Regions from separate parts of the Mus musculus genome. Here regions 1, 3, 4, 5, 6 and 7 are each linked to region 2. A link is a contact called in public promoter capture Hi-C data. All regions are on one chromosome and are shown on one strand. Each heading gives the region's core, a stretch centred on a gene start, on an enhancer-like site or on the middle of the called end of the contact. The rest is flanking DNA. Distances are from core to core; before and after follow the strand shown. Region 1 holds the start of Napa (N-ethylmaleimide sensitive fusion protein attachment protein alpha). Region 2 holds the start of Dmpk (dystrophia myotonica-protein kinase). Region 3 holds the start of Ap2s1 (adaptor-related protein complex 2, sigma 1 subunit). Region 4 has its middle 20 kb from the start of Slc1a5. Region 5 holds the start of Strn4 (striatin, calmodulin binding protein 4). Region 6 holds the start of Dact3 (dishevelled-binding antagonist of beta-catenin 3). Region 7 overlaps Sae1 (SUMO1 activating enzyme subunit 1).

Region 1 (2,700 bases), core at 43-2,542, 3.0 Mb after region 2:
GCTAAACATTATCTGATGGCAAACAACAAGGGATGGCTTCATCCTCTCCCTCCCCTTCATGTCTTTCTGTCCTCACCCAGCTTATAACAGTCTCTCCCAGAGCTTTCCCCAACTTCCTGGTTGTCTTCTGTATCCTTCCATCCTTGCTTTGGAGGCTTCTGATTTTGTGTCCTACCCCTGCACAGCTCTTCCTCAACACCTGCCTGGACCTTTCCCCAGTGTTCCTCTCTGCCTGTTCCTTCAAGAGCTTTGCCTGCTGCCATGTAGTGTCGTCTCCCCCTACCCCCTCCTATATCCCAAGGCTCTGGCCCTCTCCCCAGACCCCTCAAGCACTCCAATTCCTACCATCTTGGTTTCCCCATCAGCATCTTACACTCTCTGAGTCTGCTTCTTCCTGCCTGATGAGCCTTTCAGAGGGCCAGACTCAATTCTGAGCACAGTACACATAGTTTATACTCATAACAAACTTCTGCAGTTAGTTTTTACCAACAAGCCCTTTCAGAGAGACCTACTCCCTTAAGATAAAGAAACCTCGGAATCGCATCCCAAGCATGGGTTCTGCTGCTCCTAAGTTAATATGGCTGAAGATGGCAAACTTGCATAAACTTTGTGTGAGGTATTTGCCACCTCCTGGGTGTGTTCAGACTCCAGACTTGAGGACCACCTAGTAGGCGGTGGTCCTACCACCCTAATGATTCTCTTGTGTGCCTCATCCTCCCATCACCATTGTCTTGGCTAAAACCAGTGTCACTGTCCATTCATGCTTGTTCCCCAAGCACAAGTCTCCACCTCTCAGTCCAGGCCTCGCCATCAGTCACTCTTAGCAGGGCCCCACTCACCCTCACACCTCGTACTCCGGCTCATCATGCCCAAGGACGCCCCAGCCCGGGTCCCCTCGGTCTGGTGTCCTCACCCCGGCAGCCTGGGCCGCACAGATCCACGGGCACCGGCCTGGGAAAGGCGCGGCCACCAGTCAGCGGGTGTCGTCAGCCATAGGGCCACGGCCAGGGCCTGCAAGGCCGCTGAGGGGCTCCCAAAGTGCAGAGCAGAAGAGCCCGCTCTTCCCCGCCTTGGGCCCAGCCTCGCCCATTGCTCACCCAAAGAGGCCGGAGAAGAAGGACTGCGAGTTCTTCACCTTGCGCTCCGCTTCAGCCAGCAGCGCCATAGCCTCAGCCTGCTTCCCGGAGTTGTCCATGACGTCGCGCAGCTGCTCGGCTCAGGCCCGACACAGCCTGGCGACGACTCACAGGCCCCGGACACCGCGCACTCAGCGGAGCTCCGCCCGCTGCGTTGACGTCACCCAGGCCTGCCACCCCACGTGAACCCTGCGAACCAACCAGTGGGCTCAAGCTGCGAGGCACTCTCCTCCCGGCACGCCCCCTCCGGCTACCGCACTCAGCACCTTGACCCCCCCCCCCCCAACACGTGAGCACACGCCGCTAGCCTCCTGGAACCCCCACAAGCGCATTGCCACGTGACACCAAATAAGCCAATCATAAGCCCGAACCGCCAAGAGCCCACCGCCCCCAAAGCGCGACCTTTGACTCCCTCCAACCAATCAGCAGGCTCTATAGACTTGTTCTGCCACGCCTCGGCGGAACTGGGTCACACTAATCACCTGACCAGTGTCGCGGCGCTCATGTGACGCCTCTAGGTTCATGCTCCAGGTTTGACTGACCCAGCAGTTTAGCTCCGCCTCCTGTTTCGCTTTACGTCATAGTCACTTGGGAAAAAACTGTGCAGTGAAAACGAACCTTCTTACTCCCTCTGGCGATCGTCTCTAGAATTGGCTTGGGGAATCCAGAAGGTCTCCATTTCTAGCTGGATGGCTCAGCTGCTAAAGGCATTTGCTACCAAGTTTAACAACCATATTCCTATTCCTGGGACCCACATAGTAGAAGGTGAGAACTAGCTCCTCCAAATTGTTCTCTAACCTACACACACAATGCCTTTAGGGAGTATCTTGCAGTGCCACACACAGAATGTCACTAGATACTCAGTCCCATGTAAAAAGCTGGGTGTGTCAGCGGGCACCTGTAACAGGAATGGGTGGGTGGGAGACAGGCATATGCCTGGAGCTTGCTGGCCAGCCAGTCTGGCAGAATCAATGAGTTCCAGGGCCAGAGAGAGACCTGGTTTCGAAAACTAAGGTGCAGAACAACTGAAGAAGACTCCTGACATCAACCTCTGGCCTACACACACACACACACACACACACACACACACACACACAGTTAAAAATTAGTGGAAAAGTCTAAATAAAGCATGGACAGTCAGTTATTGACAGTGGTTCAGTATCTGTACTAAATACACTATGCTATAGTAAGAGCAACATCTTACTATAGGACAGAAACTGCTATGTGGGAACTAGCATAGGCTAGTTTTCTGTAAATCTACAGTTATTCTAAAGGTCAGTCCCCAGGGCCCTGCCCACAGTGATTCCAATCCCTATAGTGTGCTGTGGTGCAGGAATCTGTATCTCTTCTTTACTGAACTTCGCTGATTAGCAGGGAACATTTGAGGAAAGTGTTATGTGAGTTGGGTGTTGGGGACAGGAAAAGGCAAAAGACATCTTCCTCTGACCCTTTCCCATTGAACACTTCCCCAAATGTACCTGTGCTCATCATGACTGTACACTGACCTCAGAGCTGGTGAGTCTGGATGGCCACAAGCAGATATGGTTCCACTTCCATTTGCTGC
Region 2 (2,700 bases), core at 135-2,634:
CTGGCAGGGGAGGGGCCCACAGGATGCTGCTCAGGCCACAAAAGGACTGCTCCTTCCCAGAGGGTCAGACCCCCTGCCCCCACCCCAGTTCTCAGTTTACCCTGCCAGCCCAAACCCCATCCTTCAAAAGAAAGGTTGAGGGAGACACTAAAGACTGGAGAGGAGAAAAAGTCTTTCACAGGCTTAGCAGTCTAACCGATGGCCTCAACCTTTCCATCTGTGAAACGGGGGAGGAGGGGAGAATGCACTAGGGTCACACACATGGGCAGACAGCCAAGAATCAAGACCTGGACCCTTAATAATAGGCACAGAGCAACAAAACAGGTCGTTACTTGTAAGGAAGCTGGGGTAAGCTGGAGCTTTGGCTCAATGTTGGGCAGGAGCAGATAAGGCTCCAAGCTTGTCCACTAGGCCTGAGAAGACCTCTGGGGAAGGGCATTTAAGTCAGCAGAGGAATTAGAGGTCTTGAGCTAGAACCACAAAAGCAGATGAGAAGCCAGGAGGGATGACCAATCTGGCCCACAAAGGCTGGGCGGGATCAGAGTGCTAGGGATGGGCACACTCAGAAGCTGAAGTTGTTCCTTCCTCTTAATTTGGGGAACAGAAAGGGTGCTCGGTGGCGCCTGTCTGCCGGGCTGGTTCTCCCCCAGGGCCTCTGTGAGTCACAGTGCCCTCATAGCTCCTGGACACCTGTCAGGGCAGCTGGGGAGGCAGACGCCAAACACCTGCCTATGGGCCACACCCTGGCAGCTGCCCCACGCTGTCCCTCCCCACACTCTGGGAAACTGGGGAGGGCTATGAAGCCAGTTTGAGGAGCCAAGGGTCCTAAAAGAGAAAGCTGCCAGGTCCTAGTGTGGGTGCTGAGATAGCAGGAGGCTATGCCCACCCCAGCCTGCACTGGCTGAGTCATAGGTGGCCTCACTGACCCTGGTGCCTCACCAGGGGAGCTTGGGGTCAGGTCATGAGCTCTGCTTGGCTCCCTTACAAAAAGCCCTTTCCAGGCCCTCCTGCCCCTCCATAGCCCATTCTTGCCCTGTAGACCCACCTCTGCCTTGCACCCAACCCCAGGCTTCCTATCCATACTCACCCCACTGCAAGAAGTCGGCCACATACTTGTCCTGGGCTAGGTGAGAGGCACCCAGCTCCTGGTGGACGCCCAGGAGAAGGTCGAGCAGGGGCTCCAGTCCCAGGAAGCCTGGGTCCAGCACCAGCTGCTGGAGCTGCCTCAGCCGCACTTCGGCTGACATGTTGGGCAGGCAACACCATGGCCCCTCCCCGGGCCGGAGCTCGGGGTCTTCCCGTCACAGGGCCTGGCTGCCCCTGTCCAGGCCCCAGAACCCTAGCTGCATGTCTGCCCGTCCCTGACTATCCCTTGGGTCTCTCTGGCCAGTTCTATGCTTAAGGCCTCCTCCTCTTTTCTCCACCCCTTGGCCCAGCCCCCCTCCCGCCTCCCAGTTTTTAACCCCTCCTGAGCCAACACCCCAACTCCCTTCTTCCAGGGCCCCTCAAAACTCTTCAGAGCCCAATGTCAGGGGACAGAGTAATACTCCAGGGTTGCCCCCCCCCATTGACTCTACCCACCCATAAAGAGAGCACAGGGAGTTACAGGTGGGAGGTGTCAGTGCCCAGGAGAGCCAGTCTATAGACTCAGAGCTGGGAGGGGTTGGGGGAAAGGGCTGATGCCTGGGCAACAGGGGGTGAGGGGGTAGTGGGGGGGGCAAAGGCCAGGGGCAGCTTCTTCGTGACTCAGCAATGGATTCCGACTTTGGGACAGTTAAATTTAGCCCCTGTGCCTGCTGTATTACCCGCCCCCCCATTTTTTGGCAGGAGGTAGAAGGAAGATCAGGAGAGAGTTTGCTCAGCCGCCAGGGCCAGGGGTGACCTGCTGGCCCCAGCCTGGGGGAGGCAAGTGGTGGATCCAGGCCCTCCTTAAGCAAAAGAGAACCCCAAAATAGCTCCTTGGCCACAGGCCGGGGCAGCCACATTCCTGCCTGGGCTAGGATTAGAGACAGAAACATTTTAGGGGTTGAGGGCGGAGCTGCCTGGACAGCAAGCCAGGCGACAAGTTAGCTTCTTTCTAGGGTGGCCAGTTCTCTGGGGAGGAAATCATGACCTCCAGCTGGCACTAGATGGCCAGTCATAAATGGGCCAGGGGCAGCAGACTGCAAAGGCATGTTCAGAGGAGGCAGGGAGTGCAGTCAATTCCAGCATCCTCCTCTCCCCAAGGAGAGCATGCTTGGATAGTCCTGGTGTTTAAAACAAGTTTCAAACATCTCCAAGGACCTAGTAGGAAGGCCATCTCAGCCTCTTGACTTTGGGGGTCGAGACTCATCTTTCAGAGGGCTCTCTGCTCGGGGCTAGGGATGGGGAAACAGCTAAGATTGGGCTTCCTTTGGTCAGAGCACAGCTTGGAGGCCAAGTACTGCAACCCCCACCCTACCCTGCCCCAGGGAACAGAAACACTGTGCAAACAAGGACTTTAGTATAAATAAGAGGTCCAGGGGAACAAGGAGGGCCCTCAGGGCTTCCATAATTTAACACTTTCAAAATCACAGACCATAGCAAGGGGTGGAGTTTGGGCAGGAGTGGGGATGGCCCCTGCCCTGCCCTCTCACCCAGGGGTACTGTGGGCTAAGTCTCTCCCAGGAGTGAACAGTCACATGCTGGGACAGGGATATGGTTAACACTGATGTTTCAGAG
Region 3 (2,700 bases), core at 46-2,545, 2.3 Mb after region 2:
AGCAGAAAACCACAAACAGGATGTTACATGCCCCTTCCAAGAACTACTTCTGCTGAGCCAGGGAAACCCAGGAAGGGAAGGGGGTGGGCACAGGAGCAGAAGGGAAGAACAGCTGGAAGCAAGGCTGAGTTAAGCCCTCTGTGTCCTACCCCACTTCAACCAATACTTCTTTCTGTTTCCCTCAATGAGAATCGTTTCACTCCTGGGAACACATCTGAGCAGCCCCTAGTCCCTACATCCATCCCTCTGCTGTACCCTCAGGGAGCCTCCCGACCACCTCCCCACATTGTTCGTTGTAACCTCCATCCCCCTGACCCCAGCACCTTTGGCCCCGACTCCGGGAAGCTTCACCTGTCCTTCATTACAAGCACCCCTTCTCCCTGTCCAAGGCTGGCCTCCCTTTTTACAAAGGTCGCATCGAACCTCCAAGACCTCTACTCACCTCCTGTTCTGACATCCCCCTCCCAAGTCTTCTTCTCCAAGTCCCTATCCAAAGAACTCTTAGTTCCAAAAGGCCCGTCTTGGAGGTGGAGGTTCCCCTAAATCCAGTGCTCAGCCCTTCTCCCAAAGCTCCCCCTCCTCAAATGTGACGCCTCCAAGTCTACTCTGCACCCCGGACCTCTCCTCTGTGGAACATTCTGTTCAGTTGCTCCCCATTTTCTTCTAGAATCCACTTTCTACTGCTACAGCCCTCTCTCCTCTTGCAGCAGCCTAACTCTAATCCTACAGGGGCTAACTTCCGGCCTCCAGGGTCCTCTTCTTCCCCTGGAGAGCATCTACCCTGGCCATATCCAATTTGCCCCAACACTAGCTCTCCTTAAAACCAGCTCCTTCCTTCTCATAAGGAACCCTCTCTACCCTGTCTGTAGAGTCTCTGGTTCTTTTCCATCATCCCTTCCTCATCTCCAATATCTTCTCCCGCCTCTGTGGTTTCAAAATCACCCCCAAATGTCTCCCACCAAGGCAGTCCCTCCCCTGGACACTCCTTCCCCTCCAAATCCTTTGCTTGGAACCACAAGCACACCCCGCAGCGCAGCATCCAGCCCCTGATCCCCATTCCTGACCCCAATCCCGAGAACCCGCGCCCGGCCCGGATCATCCGCAGCAGGAGGAAGCTTGTCACCTCCAAACCGAAACCCCGGGGACCGTACGTGAACCACCCCCCTCTGCCTGTCCCCGGTACGACGCTCCCCCCGTTACCATGGCGACCCCTGTCTGGACCCCAGAGGCCCGGGTCCCGCTGTAACAGGGCGGCTCCGGCTCTGCTTGCAGTTGTGGGGCCCAGGGCTAGAACTGACTTCCGGCAGGAGAACCCGCCTTCCTTCTCGGGCACGGCCCTCTGGGAGTTGTAGTTTAAACGCACGCGTTGGCAAGGGTGGCCCCGGTCTAACGCCTTCCCAGCATGCTCTGCGACTGCCCTTTTTCCTATCAAGAGACCTAGTCGCCAAATGCGAGTACCAAATGCATTGTGGATGAAGGACTCTGAATAAGGACAATTTCCATAGGTTAAAAGTAGACTGAGTGAGCGTTGCATTTCGGGAAATGTGGTTCTAGTGCTCCTCGATCCCAAAGCTACCAGCAAGGACATGCTGGGAATAGTAGTTTTTTCTTTTCAACTTTGCTTTAAATTATAACATATAATGTGCTTTGATAATATTTCCCCATTATTATTAGCTTACTTCTTTCTCCTCCACCAAAACCCTTTCTTCCCCAAAGTGTTCCTTTTTTCATGTATGTTTTTCTTGCGGAGCGTGTGACCCACGGCATTGATCTGGGGTTGCGGATGTGAGCGTTACTTACTTGGGCATGGGCATCTTTTAACAGAATACACTACTGGGAATATGACCCTCGCACCCTCGGCGACTGGTTTTTAATTTTTTGCTTATTTTATGTATTTGAGTTCTCACCTGCATGTAGGTAAGTCTATAGTATGCCTGCAGTGTCCACAGAGGTGGAAGACAGCATAAGAACCTAGGAACTGGAGTTTGGGAGCCGAATCTGCTAGAGTAGCAAAAGCTCTTAAACACTGAGTCTTCTCTCCAGCATCTCAATCCGTGCCCACCTGTGGTGAAATGCTGATGGGCCTGGTCTCCTACAGGCCTTGAGCAGTAACTCCCAGCTGCTGTAAGGTTTGGCATCATCTCTGTCACGTTCAGAAGGCATGTTTCACTCTTCCCTCCAGTGATTTTTTTTTTCCTTTAAACTCGGGTTTTAAAAAAATATTTATTATATGTAAGTACACTGTAGCTGTACTCAGATACTCCAGAAGAGAGCATCAGATTTCGTTACCAATGGTTGTGAGTCACCATGTGGTTGCTGGGATTTGAACTCAGGACCTTTGGAAGAGCAGTTGGTGCTCTTAACCGCTGAGCCATCTCACCAGCCCCTAAGCTCAGGGTTTTATGTATCCCGGACTGGCCTAGGACTAGCCTTGTAGGGGAGGATCAGTTGGAGTCCTGATCCTGCAGCTTCTGCCACCAAAGGGGCTACAGTATAGGCATATGCCACCACACCAGTCTTAGGAAAAGTAGGTTATTTTATTTTATTTTACTTTTGAGACATGGTTTCTTATGTAGTCCTGGCTGTCTTGGAACTCACTCTGTAAACCAGGCTGGACTTGAACTCAGAGATCTGCTTACCTGGACTTAAGGTATGCACCACTGATGCCCAGCAGAAATAGTGTTAAACAAGTCATTACGC
Region 4 (2,700 bases), core at 84-2,583, 2.3 Mb after region 2:
AGGAGCTGAGAGTTCTACATCTTGTTCCAAAGGCAAATAGAAGACTACTGACTTCCAGGCAGCTAGGAGGAGGGTCTCAAAACCCATGCCCATAGTGACACACTTCCTCCAACAAGGCCACACCTCCTAATAGTGCCACTCCCTGGGCCAAGCATATTCAAACCACCACAACCACTATCCACTACACCTACTTATTGGACCCAAGGCTGTGTGAAGGTGAGGTTAGCTTTCTGTGAAGACTGAGGTCTAAGGACAACTTGTTCAGACTGGTTCTTTCCTTCCACCATGAGGATCAAACAGGTCATCAGCCTTGGGATCTATTGCCTTTACTCAATAAACCACCTTGCCAGCCCATATTGTGTTTAAATCAGGAACTTATGGCACCAAGATTGGCTTTGAACTCCTGATTCTCCTGCTTCAACCTCCCAACTACTGGTATAGCAGACGTATGTATGCCACCATGTCTGACTCAAATGCACCCTTTTTATTTTATTTATTTTAATTTAATTAAAGTTATTTATTTTAGCCAGGTAGTGCTAAGGCATACCTTTAATCCCAGCTCGGGAGTTAGAGGTATGTGGATCTCAGTGAGTTCAAGGCCAGCTTGGTCTACATAGCTAGTTTCAGAACAGCCAGGGCTATACAGAGAAACCCTGTCTTGAAGAAAAAGAAGAGGAAAAAAAAGAAAAGAGGAGGGGAGAGGAGAAGAGAGGAGAGGAGAGGAGAGGAGAGGAGAGGAGAGGAGAGGAGAGGAGAGGAGAGGAGAGAAGAGAAGAGAAGAGAAGAGAAGAGAAGAGAAGAGAAGAGAAGAGAAGAGAAGAGAAGAGAAGAGAAGAGATGGAAGGAAAAGATCCTTATTTTATTTTGTGTGGTGGGTGTTTTGTTAGATCCCCTAGAACTGGAATTACTGATAGACGGTTGTGAGCTGCTGTGTAGGCGCTGGTCCTCTGTAAGAGCAGCAAGTGTTCTTAACTGCTGAGCCATCTCTCCAACCCAGGAATCCACTCTTAAGTAAGAAAACGGTGAGCTTTAGGGCCTGTGAGTGTCCTAAGTAGAACTTTCTCTGCGTGTGCTTACATAATGTCTACTTTGAGAACAAACACAGGCGCTGGGACCCTGGACTAGGCCTGATCCAGGTATGCAGGCTCTGCCCTTCCCTACCGGTGGCCCTCTGAGCTTCCTGCAGGGAGGCCCAGCCTGCTGGGGGTCTCTGATGTGGGCACTTCAGAGCCTCAACCTCTAGCCCACAGCCTATCCAGCTGGAGCCTGGAGTCCTCCCAAGAGAGCCTTTGAGGATGGGATAAAACAGGCTGGGGTACCTCCTGGGAAGAGCCTCAGGGCACGGAAGAAGGGAAAGAGAGAGAGAGGTGGAATTTCACTACCTCTTCCTGTCCGGTGCAGGCCATGTGCCTTCAATGATCAATTCCCATGTGTTCTATTAAAGTGTTCTATAAAAGTACCAGCCTAAGGGGTCCTGTCAGAGAATAGAAGGGGGGGGGGGAGAGAGAGAGAGAGAGAGAGAGAGAGAGAGAGAGAGAGAGAGAGAGAGAGAGAGAGAGAGAGAGAGAGAGTCCTGAAGAAGGAGGGGGCGGCTGGAGCAAAGAATGACCCCGCCTCGAGGGCAGTGGAGGCTGCCAAGCTTCCTCAACTTGTTCCAGAAGGTCCTGTAATGGAATGTTCTCCAAGCAGCCCATAGAAGGCTCTGGGGAGCAAGGGCTGTCCCTCAGGCTGTGCCTCTGGAAACGGCTGAAGTCTCTCAAAAGGGCATACAGATCCCCCTCCATCCCAGAGTAAAAAGATCCCCTAACATTCCAGCCGCCTCCAAGTGTCCTGTGTGGGTGAAAGCTGTGCGTGCCCCAGGGTGTGCGATGGGGGCCCTGGCCCACAGCACCCCTCAGCTTTCCCAGCATGCCCTTCTCCGTGGCTCCTACCCTTCCAACTTTTCCTCCCTGCTCTGTCTAACCTTTCTTCCTCCCGCCTTCCTCCTTCCCCCACTTTCTTTCGCAAAGCTTTTCTGGGGGTAGGGGTGGAAACAGACATGCAGCTGGATCTCTGTTCAGCCAGGTTTGTGCTGAGTTCCAGGAGAGCCAGAAGTACATAATGAGACTTATTTATCAAAAAATTATTGCCGCCCCCCGCCCCCCAACACACACACACAGGATTTCCTGCACACCAAGCAAGTGCTCTACCAACTAAGCTGCATTCCCAGCTCTTTTTTTTTTTTTTTTTTTTTTTTTTTTTTTTTTGGTTTTTTGAGACAGGGTTTCTCTGCGTAGCCCTGGCTGTCCTGGAACTCACTTTGTAGACCAGGCTGGCCTCGAAATTTGTCTGCCTCTGCCTCTCTAGTGCTGAGATTAAAGGCGTGCACCACCACCATCCCCAGCTCTTTTCAGAGAAAACGTCTTGTGGCATCGAGGTTGGCTTCAGATTTGAAACCATTCTCTCACCCCAGAGTCCCAAGGGCTTAGGGTAACCAACACGCACTACCAAGCCCAGATTTCTTCTGCTTTCCAGTCTGCTCCTTGTCCTTCTGTCAACCAGACCTCCCTCCCCAGCTGGGCGTGGTCCTCATCACCTCCCCTCCCCCCGCCCCCTCCGTCCTGAGCCTCTTAGCAAACACTGTTTCCCCTGCCACACCTCCCTCCCCACCTACTGGCCTACCATGATTGCTTCTGCACATTTCACCTCTGTGGCCTGACT
Region 5 (2,700 bases), core at 137-2,636, 2.3 Mb after region 2:
CCGTGGTTCCACCCAAACGATCCCAATGTGTCCCTACATTGTAGCCACACGTGCCCAAAGTGTCCTTCTTGGACAGGAGGCCACACACTTCATCCTGGGACCCCTTCCTATCAAGCTTCCTCCCACCTTTCAATTGCTCCGGGCCAGCCACTCCCCCAAGGTACCCCATGCCAGCTTCCAGTCTTCCTCTCTTCACTCCCTGCACCCAGTGGATGTTAAGAGTGTGTCACCCCACTAGACATCTAGTCCATTCCACCCTGACAGCCAGCATCTGGTTAGGATCCGGAGGCGAGGCGTGGCATATTTATTCGCGCAGACCCCATCCACTTTCTCAGCACTCTGTCCCCCGGGAACCCCGAGTCGCATCGCCCAGACAGGCTCTCTGGGCTTGGGCTCGTCACTCCCACTCGCGGCTCCCGGCAGACTCGGCCCTGCTCAGATCCTCTGACCGGTCCCGGCCCGCGTCCGCCCCGAGGCCCCGAGGACCCCGCCGCCGGCCCGTCGCCGGCCCTGCCCGCCCCCTCCCGGCCGTCCCGGCGGCCATTGCTCCAAGATGGCGGCGGCGGCGGCGGCGGGTGAGGCGAGGCCGGGCCGGGCAGGACTGGGGCGGGGAGCGCGGGAGGGCAGCGGTGGCGCTCACCTGCAGCTCGGCGCGCTCGGCCTCCCAGCGGGCCTTCTCGGCTTCGAAGCGTGCCCACTCGTGTTGGATAAAGTGCAGGATCCCCGGCAGGCTGAGGGGCTCCGGGCCCGCCGTAGGGCCCGGGCTGCCTCCGCCGCCACCTCCTTTTCCTACCGGGCCGGGCCCAGGAGCAGGGCTGGAGGCCGGGGCCGCCGCCGTCGGGTTGGGAGCCGTGCCCGAGCCCAGAGGGCGGCAGGAGGAGGCGGCCGATGCGACCGCGGCGGCCGCTCGCTCCTCCATCATGGAGGCCCCGGGGCCGGCCCGCGCGCCCGCTGTACCTCGCGCGCCTGCGCGGACGCGCAGCTTCACACTTCTACACCCCCGCCTCGTGTGCGCGCGCGCGCGCGCTGGGCGGGCGAGGGGAGCGGGGACAAGCACGGGGCTGGGCGCGAGCCTCGCCCACCCACCCGGGTCGACCCCGGTGGTGCGCGCGGGCGGGGGTGCTGACAGGGAGGGGGAGGGACTGCCTCTACGTAGGCAAAGGACCCAGGGTCCCTCGCAATTGTCTCCTTTGCGGTCGAGAGACCAGACCGGACTTTTTTTTCTGCATTCTCCCCAATGTCAGAGTCCTATCCCCTCCAAATGCAAATACACCCCCATCTCTTTCACTTAGTGAAGAAAAAAAAAACAAAAAACAAAAAAGACGACCTGGGGTGGGGAGTGGGCTCTGACCAGAGGAAGTCGGTTGTCATAATAACCCTATCCAATCTGGAGGCCCCTTCCCAGTTTGCATATGTGGAGTCCCAAACCTCTACTATCATTGCACTAGGAGGAGGTTGCTAAGGTAACCCAAGTCCCTGGTGGTTCTTCTGACCCTATCCTCATCAGTTACTATAGCAACCTCCCCTCACCTAGAGCTCAGGTAGAAAAAAGGCCCAGCCCCAAAGACATTCCTCTAAGAGGAATGCCTCTGTCCCACTCCTCCCCCAGCCAACCCAGTTGCCATTACCATGGTAACCATCTCCCCTTCCCTTATGGAAAGTCCATGGATAAACCAACCAGGTGTTTTTATTTAGAAGACAAGTGCTGCTGTGGGACAGTTGCTATGGTTACAGGGCCTGGACCATTTCCAGGGAGATGAGAAACAGTTAAATCCATGCCCTGGTTACTATAACAGGGCAATCTCCCACAGTCTGATGATCCTAGCAATCAGGTCCTGTAAGATAGGGGATGTTTAGGATTAGCTCCAAAGGATGCATGAGTCTAGAGAAGAGGTTGTCATGGTAACAGTTGCTGTCACTTCTGCCCTTCTGGACACCATCATGGAAGAGGGATAGTTATAGCTTACAATTGATGACTCCTACCCACCACATCACTCCTGAGACGACTGAAGTGGTAACCAGGCTTATGGACTTCAAATAGACAAAAGAGTCTGTGACTTCATTAGCTACTTTCACGGGCGGGTAGAATGAAATTGCACTTTGTTGGGAGGGGCTGGCTCATTTGATGCTTTCTGGTTCCTCCCTCAGCAGGGCAGATGACCCAAGGTGAAACCACTCTTCTTGATCACCCTCAGCCTGAAACCTAGGGAGGTAAGAGTCCCTGGATGTCACAGTAATCACATGGGTAACTGCCCTTTCTATGTCCTTAAAGGCTTTCCTGAATGGGTCTCCTTTTTGTACCTACTGTGATTGAAAAGGCTAAGGCTAATTCCAAGTGATGCATACGCTTAGATTTTTTTCATGTGTTTGTTTATTGTGTGCATGTGCATGTGTGGAAGTCAGAGGCTGAGTTGCCGGAGTTGATTCTTTCCTTGTATTGTTTGGGTTCTGGAGACTAAACTCAGGTCTGCCTTGGTATCAAGAACCTGCTGGGCCATCTTTAAACACTGTTTTGTTGTTGTTGTTGTTGTTGTTGTTGTTGTTTTTCTGACAGTCTCATGTAGCCCAGGCTGGCCTCAAACTCAAGCAGTGGTCAAGGATGACCTTGAATTTTCAATCCTCCTGCCTCCACCTCCCAAGTGCTGGGAATACAAGCATTTAACATCAGACTCAGCGTATATAATGTGTGGGGGAAGAAAT
Region 6 (2,700 bases), core at 63-2,562, 2.2 Mb after region 2:
GAAGAGAGATGGAGACAGACATTAGGCAGAAAAACATTGAGGCCTAGAGACAGACCACGACCCCATTTCTAATCTCCTCTGTTTTTGGAAGCTTTACAGGTCTTGGAAGACCATAGAGACAGAGACTGTGTTAAGGAAATGAAACAGAGATGCTGGGGTATGGAAAGGTTGGAGCAACAACCGGAAAGGGTCTCCAGACTCAAGGAGTGATGTAGGGAGGGAGAAAGAGCTGGAGCCTTTTCAATTTGAAAGTCATCATTAGAGTTCCTCGGCGAATCATACTCTCTCTCCCCTCACTCCCTAGCTATCTTCACCTGGCCTCCCCGTGTTACTGAGCCATGGGACCAAGTAGAAGAAAGAAGTGTCATTGGGTTGATCAAAATGCCCCCGGGGGTCCTCAGGGACTGTTCGGGGGTTTCTCAGCAGCCGGTCTCTCTCTCCAGAGGCCTGAAGATTCCCCTTCCCCCACCCCGCCCCCTCCAGGGATCTCCAAGCACCCCGAGACTTAAGGAAAGATGAAGATGGATTCCGGGTAGCGGGGCCCAGAGGGAGGTTATGTTTGAATGCCGGCTGTGTGACCTTGGGTGAGTCTCTTCCTGTCTCTAAGCCTCAGTTTTTTTCTCTGTAAAATGGGGACTTTCAAACCCTCATGAAATAGGAAATCTGTAAGAAGACGAATGTTTGGTTTAACACACACTAGGCATCCAGGACGGTTAACAGGGTCCATGCTGAGTCCAACGGAGGCCGTGCATCCTCCCTATCAGCTCTATTTGGGGGTAGGAAAAGCCAGGTCTCCAGTCTTATCTCTTTCCCCCTGCCTGCTCCCCTACCCTAGGACCGGTGTGCTGAGCATACACTACCAAGACAGACAGACGGACACAGGAGCAGGGAGGTGGGGGAACGAATGGGGGAGGGAGGAATGCATGGATGGACGCACGGACAGGCGACCCCTCACCAGCTGCTCCTCCAGGGCTGCTGCGGCCCTGCGCGCCGCTGCCGCATCCTCGTCCTCCTCGGCGTCCTCCTCGTCCTCAGCCTCGGCGCCCCCCATCCCGGGCTGGGCCAGCCGCAGCGCCTGCTGCACGCGGTACTCCTGCCTCTCTCGGAGCCAATGCAACTCGCAGAGCCCGGCCAGGCTGCCTTCCAACCATCCCCGCAGCCGACCCCGCTCCGGGCTCACCGGGAACGAGAAGGCCCGGATCATGGCTGCGGCCCCCCGCCCCAGCCCGGCCGGGCCCCACGGCCGCCCCTCTCGCCGGTCCCACCTCCCCGCCCCAGCAGCCCGCCCGCCCGCTGGCCGGGCTGTCACCGTCTCATCTGCATAGGCGCCCGCCCATTGGGCCGCCCACCCGCGCCTCATCTACATGACCACGCCCCTGAAGGCACGACAACGACCTACTATTGGTTGTTGCCTTCCGTGACGCAGGGCTCCGCCCCGCCCCATTTTTCCTTAACAACGCATGCCCAGGACTACCTACGGGGGTATCAGACTCGCCACGCCCCTTTGTGCGGCGATCCTGGGGCTGTGGCCACGCCTTCTTTATAATCACAATGAAGCAAGCCCGCCCTTGCTCCAATTTCATTGGTGCCAGTCGCTTGGTTCTGGAGCTGGTTCCGCCCCCTTGCGGGCGAGCGCTGGCTGCCATTGGGCTCTCCAGGTCCAGGGAAGGGTGGTCTATAAATAGAGACTGGATCCACGTGACAGCTCCGCAGCTGCTCTTGCCGCCCCTCCCAAACTTTCAGCTTCTGAGTCTGCGCAGAAGGATCATCAGTGATGATTGAATCCGGATCACGCCTCCTCTTCCAGGCAGCTTTCCCAGACCCTCAGAAGTAAAGCGGATTGAACATCTTACGGTTTGATTATGCTTTTAAGCAGGACCTGTTCAAACCGGCTCTGTAATTCCATCATAGGGGAGGCTGAACCAGGAGGAGAATTGAGAGTTCAAGGCCAGCCTAAACTACATAGTGAATTTCAAGCTAGTTTGGATTACACAGCGAGTTTCTGTCTCATCAAAACAGCACATTTACGGAATTACAAGACCCTGGGTGAAATATTCTATGCTTTGACCAGAAGAGAATCTGAGGTCTTTTTTGTCTTCCAGGTGCGGTGGAGCTGAGTTCCACCAGTCTGAGCTCGCAGGGGCCTTTGTTCACGGTTCTAAGAGGCTTTGTTCTCAGTCTTCTGAGATGCTCTGTTCTCAACGTTCTGAAGTTCTAAATCTGAGCCTGCCTGCTTTCGAAGGCTGCATTCTGCCTCTTCTCACTGGGCAAGCCGGGCTAGCGCCCCCTCACGCGGCCAGCATGTGTCACTACACCCGGTGTGTCGGCAACGTTTGTGAAATAGCCCATTTCTCAGACGGACCTTTGACTCCTTAAAAGCTCAGATCTGGAAGGGAGGATGGGGCCGTAGAATCGCGGTGAGTTCGAGGCCAATCTGGGCTAACTATGACAGCCTGTCATTGAAAGAAAAATATAGTGTGAAACTGTCTTTTATAATGTTTTATGATCATCTGGCAATAACCAACTTTGATGTGGTGAGTCTATGCCACTTTAAGGCAGAGTAACACTAGGAAACGTATTTGGTCTCTCTGTGCTCTTCATCTACATCTAAAAAAAAGTTATTCTGAACGTTTAACAGCATAATTATGTTTTGTTTTGCTTTTTGAGGGTTTCACTAAGTAACCCTGGCTGAACTGTAAC
Region 7 (2,700 bases), core at 133-2,632, 2.7 Mb after region 2:
TTAGAGAAAGCAGTTAGGAAAGCAAACAGAAGGCAATGGTTTCTTTAGCCGGTGTTAGACAAGAAAATCTTGTACTAGGGAAAGCAATTTGAAGTGGCTGGTATTGGTTTCACAAAACTGAGAAATAATGGGACCAAACCCATATTTAAGGAAAGCCGTTGGTTGGAACATTCATTTAAAGTTTCATTGAGGGTTAGAGGTTCTGTGCAGGTTCCACAGCACTGGGACTAAGTTTTCTAGCAAGACAAAACTGCATTTTCTGTCCCTTACTTTTGTGTTTGTGTTGGGATAGCTTTATCTGTGAGCCTGATGCCGAGGAATTATTAAGCTCTAATTTTAGTGTCTATTCACAGGACTGTAATTACCCGGAGTGAACAAACCTGGAGTCCTTTCTTTTTGAGGCCCAGTCAGGCTTTCTCTGCTGGGTTGCCTGAGTTTGGTGGGGAGAGACATTGTTAACAAATGGAGGAACACAAAAGGAGCTTTGTGGGCGGCTCTGTCAGTTTATAAATCACACCCTCTTACAAGTGTGACACTTGGCCCTGGTGTGAAGGGTTTTATGGCTTAAGGGCCTTCTCTGATTGAGGCCCACATTTTGCATTCATATGGAAAAAGCCCTTGCTTTGTTAGCCATTCACAGCTGGAAGTTTCCCTGGAATCCCTTCTGATGATGCCCACTAGGGTGGATATGGAAGCTTCATTTGGGAGCCACTTTTCTGTCACTATGAGGAGAATGTGGGGACCCCAGGCCAGTACTTGGCAGTCTTGGTGTGCCATTCCTGAGCGCTCTGCCGGCACTTTGCCCTTTGTGCAATGTCTTCCTTACAGAGGGCAGAAATTGAAGATATCAAAATATTCCCCAGCTGACATTGTTAGTCAGCTGTTACAATGGGACTATTCAGCTGGGATTCCAACCCTGAGCTCTTGAGGGCGCACAGCATGCAGCACATTCCTTCTGACAATCCCCTGGATTCCAGACCTTGGCTTTGTGTCTCACCAAGAACACAGGGCAAGGACAGGGTGTGGCAGTGTTTGGCCTTGTGGCTTTGCCACCTGGTAGTAACAACTTCTCTATTTGGAGAGAGAGGGCCTTGGGATTTTATTTTACTTATTTATAATTTTTTTGAGTGTGTCAGTCCTGGCTGACCTGGAACTCAGAATGAAGACCAGGCTCACCCAATATCTTCCTGACACCAGGCCAAGTGGCCCTGTGATTTTGAAGTTTTGTCTAGTTAAATTCCTTCACCCAGATTTTAAGGTTTCCTAAATTGTACAGAATAAGTAGTTGGGTTCTATTCAGATTGCAAGATGGGGTGAGGGAAGCAGCTACTTCCTGTTTCCTGTGAAAGGTGTCTGTCAGAGTCCCCCTCTCCTCCCACTTGTCCTAGGTTCAATCAGTTGTTGTAAAACCACTTTGGGTTCAAGGTACATGGTGTGCTCCTAAATTAGAAACATCAGAAAACAAAGAGGAAAAACAGAGCTTGTGGTTTTCACACATCTAGGAAGTTGGGTCTTTTTAACACACGTAAGCCTGTGATAAATAGGGCAGTAGGAGAGGCCCAACTGGAGGCAGCTGGCACTTGGGTTTGTTAGCATCTTTTTGGTACTTTGGTTTTTAAGTTGCATGTGTTTACTTTGTGTGTGTCTGTGTCTGGGGCCTGTTAAGTATTACAGGCAGTTCTTTTACCACTGAGGTACAACTCCATGTACCCTTTAGAGTTTAGTTCCTGGGCTGGTTGGATGGGTAAAGGGACTTGTCACCCAACCACATCATCCAAGTTCAGGACACACATGGTGGGAGAATCAGCTCTTAGAAGTTGGCCCCTGACCTCTGTGAATGTATGTGTACACACACAATAAATGAATAAATAAATGTGCTTTTAAAATACTAGGTTTTAGTCGTTGAGATTAGGAAAGTTTTGTTTATTGCCTTATTCTTAGGCCAGCGCTTAGCACATAGTCAGGAAATAAAGTTCAGTGTAATGGCATTTCCTGCAGCAGAAAATGACCACCCTGAAGGAGATCTTTGTCGTTTTAAACCTACATCATGGAATTAACTGTGGGATGAACTAAATGACTTAGCTTTACAGCACATTAGTTTTCATAGATCAGTTACTTGATCTGAGAGAACAGAATTCCAAAGATAAGAAACTTGCTCAGAGCTGAGCAGTGGGGGTGCACGCCTTGAATCCCAGCACTTGGGAGGCAGAGGCAGGTGGATTTCTGAGTTTGAGGCCAGCCTGGTCTACAAAGTGAGTTCCAGGAAAGCCAGGGCTATACAGAGAAACCCTGTCTTAAAAAAAAAAAAAAACCCCAAAAACAAAACAACAACAAAAAAAAAAACCAAACAAACAAAAAATAGATTGCTTGGTTTAGAGCTGCTGTCGCCAACTTTTTCAGGTGTCGAATGACTTGACAGGCTGGCTGTTGAAAAACACAGATATTTACATTATGACTAGTAACAGTAGCCAAATTATAGTTCAGAAGTAGCAAAGTAGTAGTTATATGGCCAGACAGTCATGTGCACACCTTTAATCTCAGCACTGGGGAAGCAGAGGCAGGCAGATCCCTTGAGTTCAACAACAGCCTGGTCCACAGAGCTGAGATCCAGGTCTGCCAAGGCTCCTCAGAGAAACCCTGTCTTGAAAACAGAGAGGGAGAGGGAGAGAGAGAGAGAATATTTTCTGGCTGGCTGGCACA

Evidence for each region. Promoter capture Hi-C pulls out the DNA fragments that hold promoters and counts their contacts. Capture Hi-C pulls out chosen DNA fragments and counts their contacts.
Region 1: a promoter capture Hi-C map of second pharyngeal arch cranial neural crest shows a contact between it and region 2. The contact joins the promoter of Napa here to the promoter of Dmpk in region 2. A contact is called at or near these places in 7 of 39 promoter capture datasets (cranial neural crest, embryonic stem cells, hippocampal neurons and 3 more), 2 of 115 datasets of contacts at active chromatin or transcription factors (astrocytes and embryonic forebrain) and 1 of 9 other capture datasets (liver).
Region 3: a contact with region 2 is called in a promoter capture Hi-C map of liver, with 6 times the contacts expected there. The contact joins the promoter of Ap2s1 here to the promoter of Dmpk in region 2. A contact is called at or near these places in 6 of 39 promoter capture datasets (cranial neural crest, embryonic stem cells, liver and 2 more), 5 of 115 datasets of contacts at active chromatin or transcription factors (astrocytes, embryonic stem cells, kidney and 1 more) and 2 of 9 other capture datasets (embryonic stem cells and liver).
Region 4: a promoter capture Hi-C map of stem cell-derived epiblast-like cells shows a contact between it and region 2, with 5 times the contacts expected there. The contact joins the enhancer-like site here to the promoter of Dmpk in region 2. A contact is called at or near these places in 5 of 39 promoter capture datasets (the C10 cell line, cranial neural crest, hippocampal neurons and 2 more) and 1 of 115 datasets of contacts at active chromatin or transcription factors (embryonic stem cells).
Region 5: a promoter capture Hi-C map of embryonic stem cells shows a contact between it and region 2, with 6 times the contacts expected there. The contact joins the promoter of Strn4 here to the promoter of Dmpk in region 2. A contact is called at or near these places in 9 of 39 promoter capture datasets (cranial neural crest, embryonic stem cells, hematopoietic stem and progenitor cells and 5 more), 6 of 115 datasets of contacts at active chromatin or transcription factors (embryonic hindbrain, embryonic stem cells, forebrain and 1 more) and 1 of 9 other capture datasets (embryonic stem cells).
Region 6: a contact with region 2 is called in a promoter capture Hi-C map of liver, with 3 times the contacts expected there. The contact joins the promoter of Dact3 here to the promoter of Dmpk in region 2. A contact is called at or near these places in 11 of 39 promoter capture datasets (the C10 cell line, cranial neural crest, embryonic stem cells and 4 more), 5 of 115 datasets of contacts at active chromatin or transcription factors (astrocytes, cardiomyocytes, embryonic stem cells and 1 more) and 1 of 9 other capture datasets (liver).
Region 7: a contact with region 2 is called in a promoter capture Hi-C map of liver, with 4 times the contacts expected there. The contact joins the enhancer-like site here to the promoter of Dmpk in region 2. A contact is called at or near these places in 5 of 39 promoter capture datasets (cranial neural crest, hippocampal neurons, liver and 2 more) and 1 of 9 other capture datasets (liver).

The regions. Positions count from the first base shown.
Region 1 is chr7:16,097,172-16,099,871 of GRCm38.p6, reverse strand. It overlaps Napa (N-ethylmaleimide sensitive fusion protein attachment protein alpha), which reads right to left and starts at 1,292. Exons shown (of 11, transcript NM_025898.4): 1 at 1,098-1,292. The coding sequence starts at 1,195.
Region 2 is chr7:19,082,542-19,085,241 of GRCm38.p6, reverse strand. It overlaps Dmpk (dystrophia myotonica-protein kinase), which reads right to left and starts at 1,384. Exons shown (of 15, transcript NM_001379257.1): 1 at 1,088-1,384. The coding sequence starts at 1,247. It overlaps Dmwd (dystrophia myotonica-containing WD repeat motif), which reads right to left. Exons shown (of 5, transcript NM_010058.2): 5 at 2,467-2,700.
Region 3 is chr7:16,737,039-16,739,738 of GRCm38.p6, reverse strand. Ap2s1 (adaptor-related protein complex 2, sigma 1 subunit) reads right to left here and starts at 1,295. Exons shown (of 5, transcript NM_198613.2): 1 at 1,201-1,295. The coding sequence starts at 1,203.
Region 4 is chr7:16,760,369-16,763,068 of GRCm38.p6, reverse strand. No RefSeq gene overlaps it. Among named protein-coding and RNA genes, the nearest start is that of Slc1a5, 20 kb to the left of the region's middle. Within about 2 kb of position 1,333, at least 73 of the 459 cell types and tissues checked have an H3K27ac peak or open chromatin away from gene starts, as enhancers often do.
Region 5 is chr7:16,814,575-16,817,274 of GRCm38.p6, reverse strand. It overlaps Strn4 (striatin, calmodulin binding protein 4), which reads right to left and starts at 1,386. Exons shown (of 18, transcript NM_133789.3): 1 at 641-1,386. The coding sequence starts at 922. Fkrp (fukutin related protein) reads left to right here and starts at 543. Exons shown (of 3, transcript NM_173430.2): 1 at 543-575; 2 at 2,149-2,211.
Region 6 is chr7:16,873,929-16,876,628 of GRCm38.p6, reverse strand. Dact3 (dishevelled-binding antagonist of beta-catenin 3) reads right to left here and starts at 1,312. Exons shown (of 4, transcript NM_001081655.1): 1 at 956-1,312. The coding sequence starts at 1,204. It overlaps 9330104G04Rik (RIKEN cDNA 9330104G04 gene), which reads left to right and starts at 1,743. Exons shown (of 2, transcript NR_152128.1): 1 at 1,743-2,417.
Region 7 is chr7:16,363,258-16,365,957 of GRCm38.p6, reverse strand. The region is part of intron 5 of Sae1 (SUMO1 activating enzyme subunit 1); the gene reads left to right. Among named protein-coding and RNA genes, the nearest start is that of Sae1, 23 kb to the left of the region's middle. Within about 2 kb of position 1,382, at least 149 of the 459 cell types and tissues checked have an H3K27ac peak or open chromatin away from gene starts, as enhancers often do. A contact at or near this core is called in liver and stem cell-derived epiblast-like cells, where this site is marked.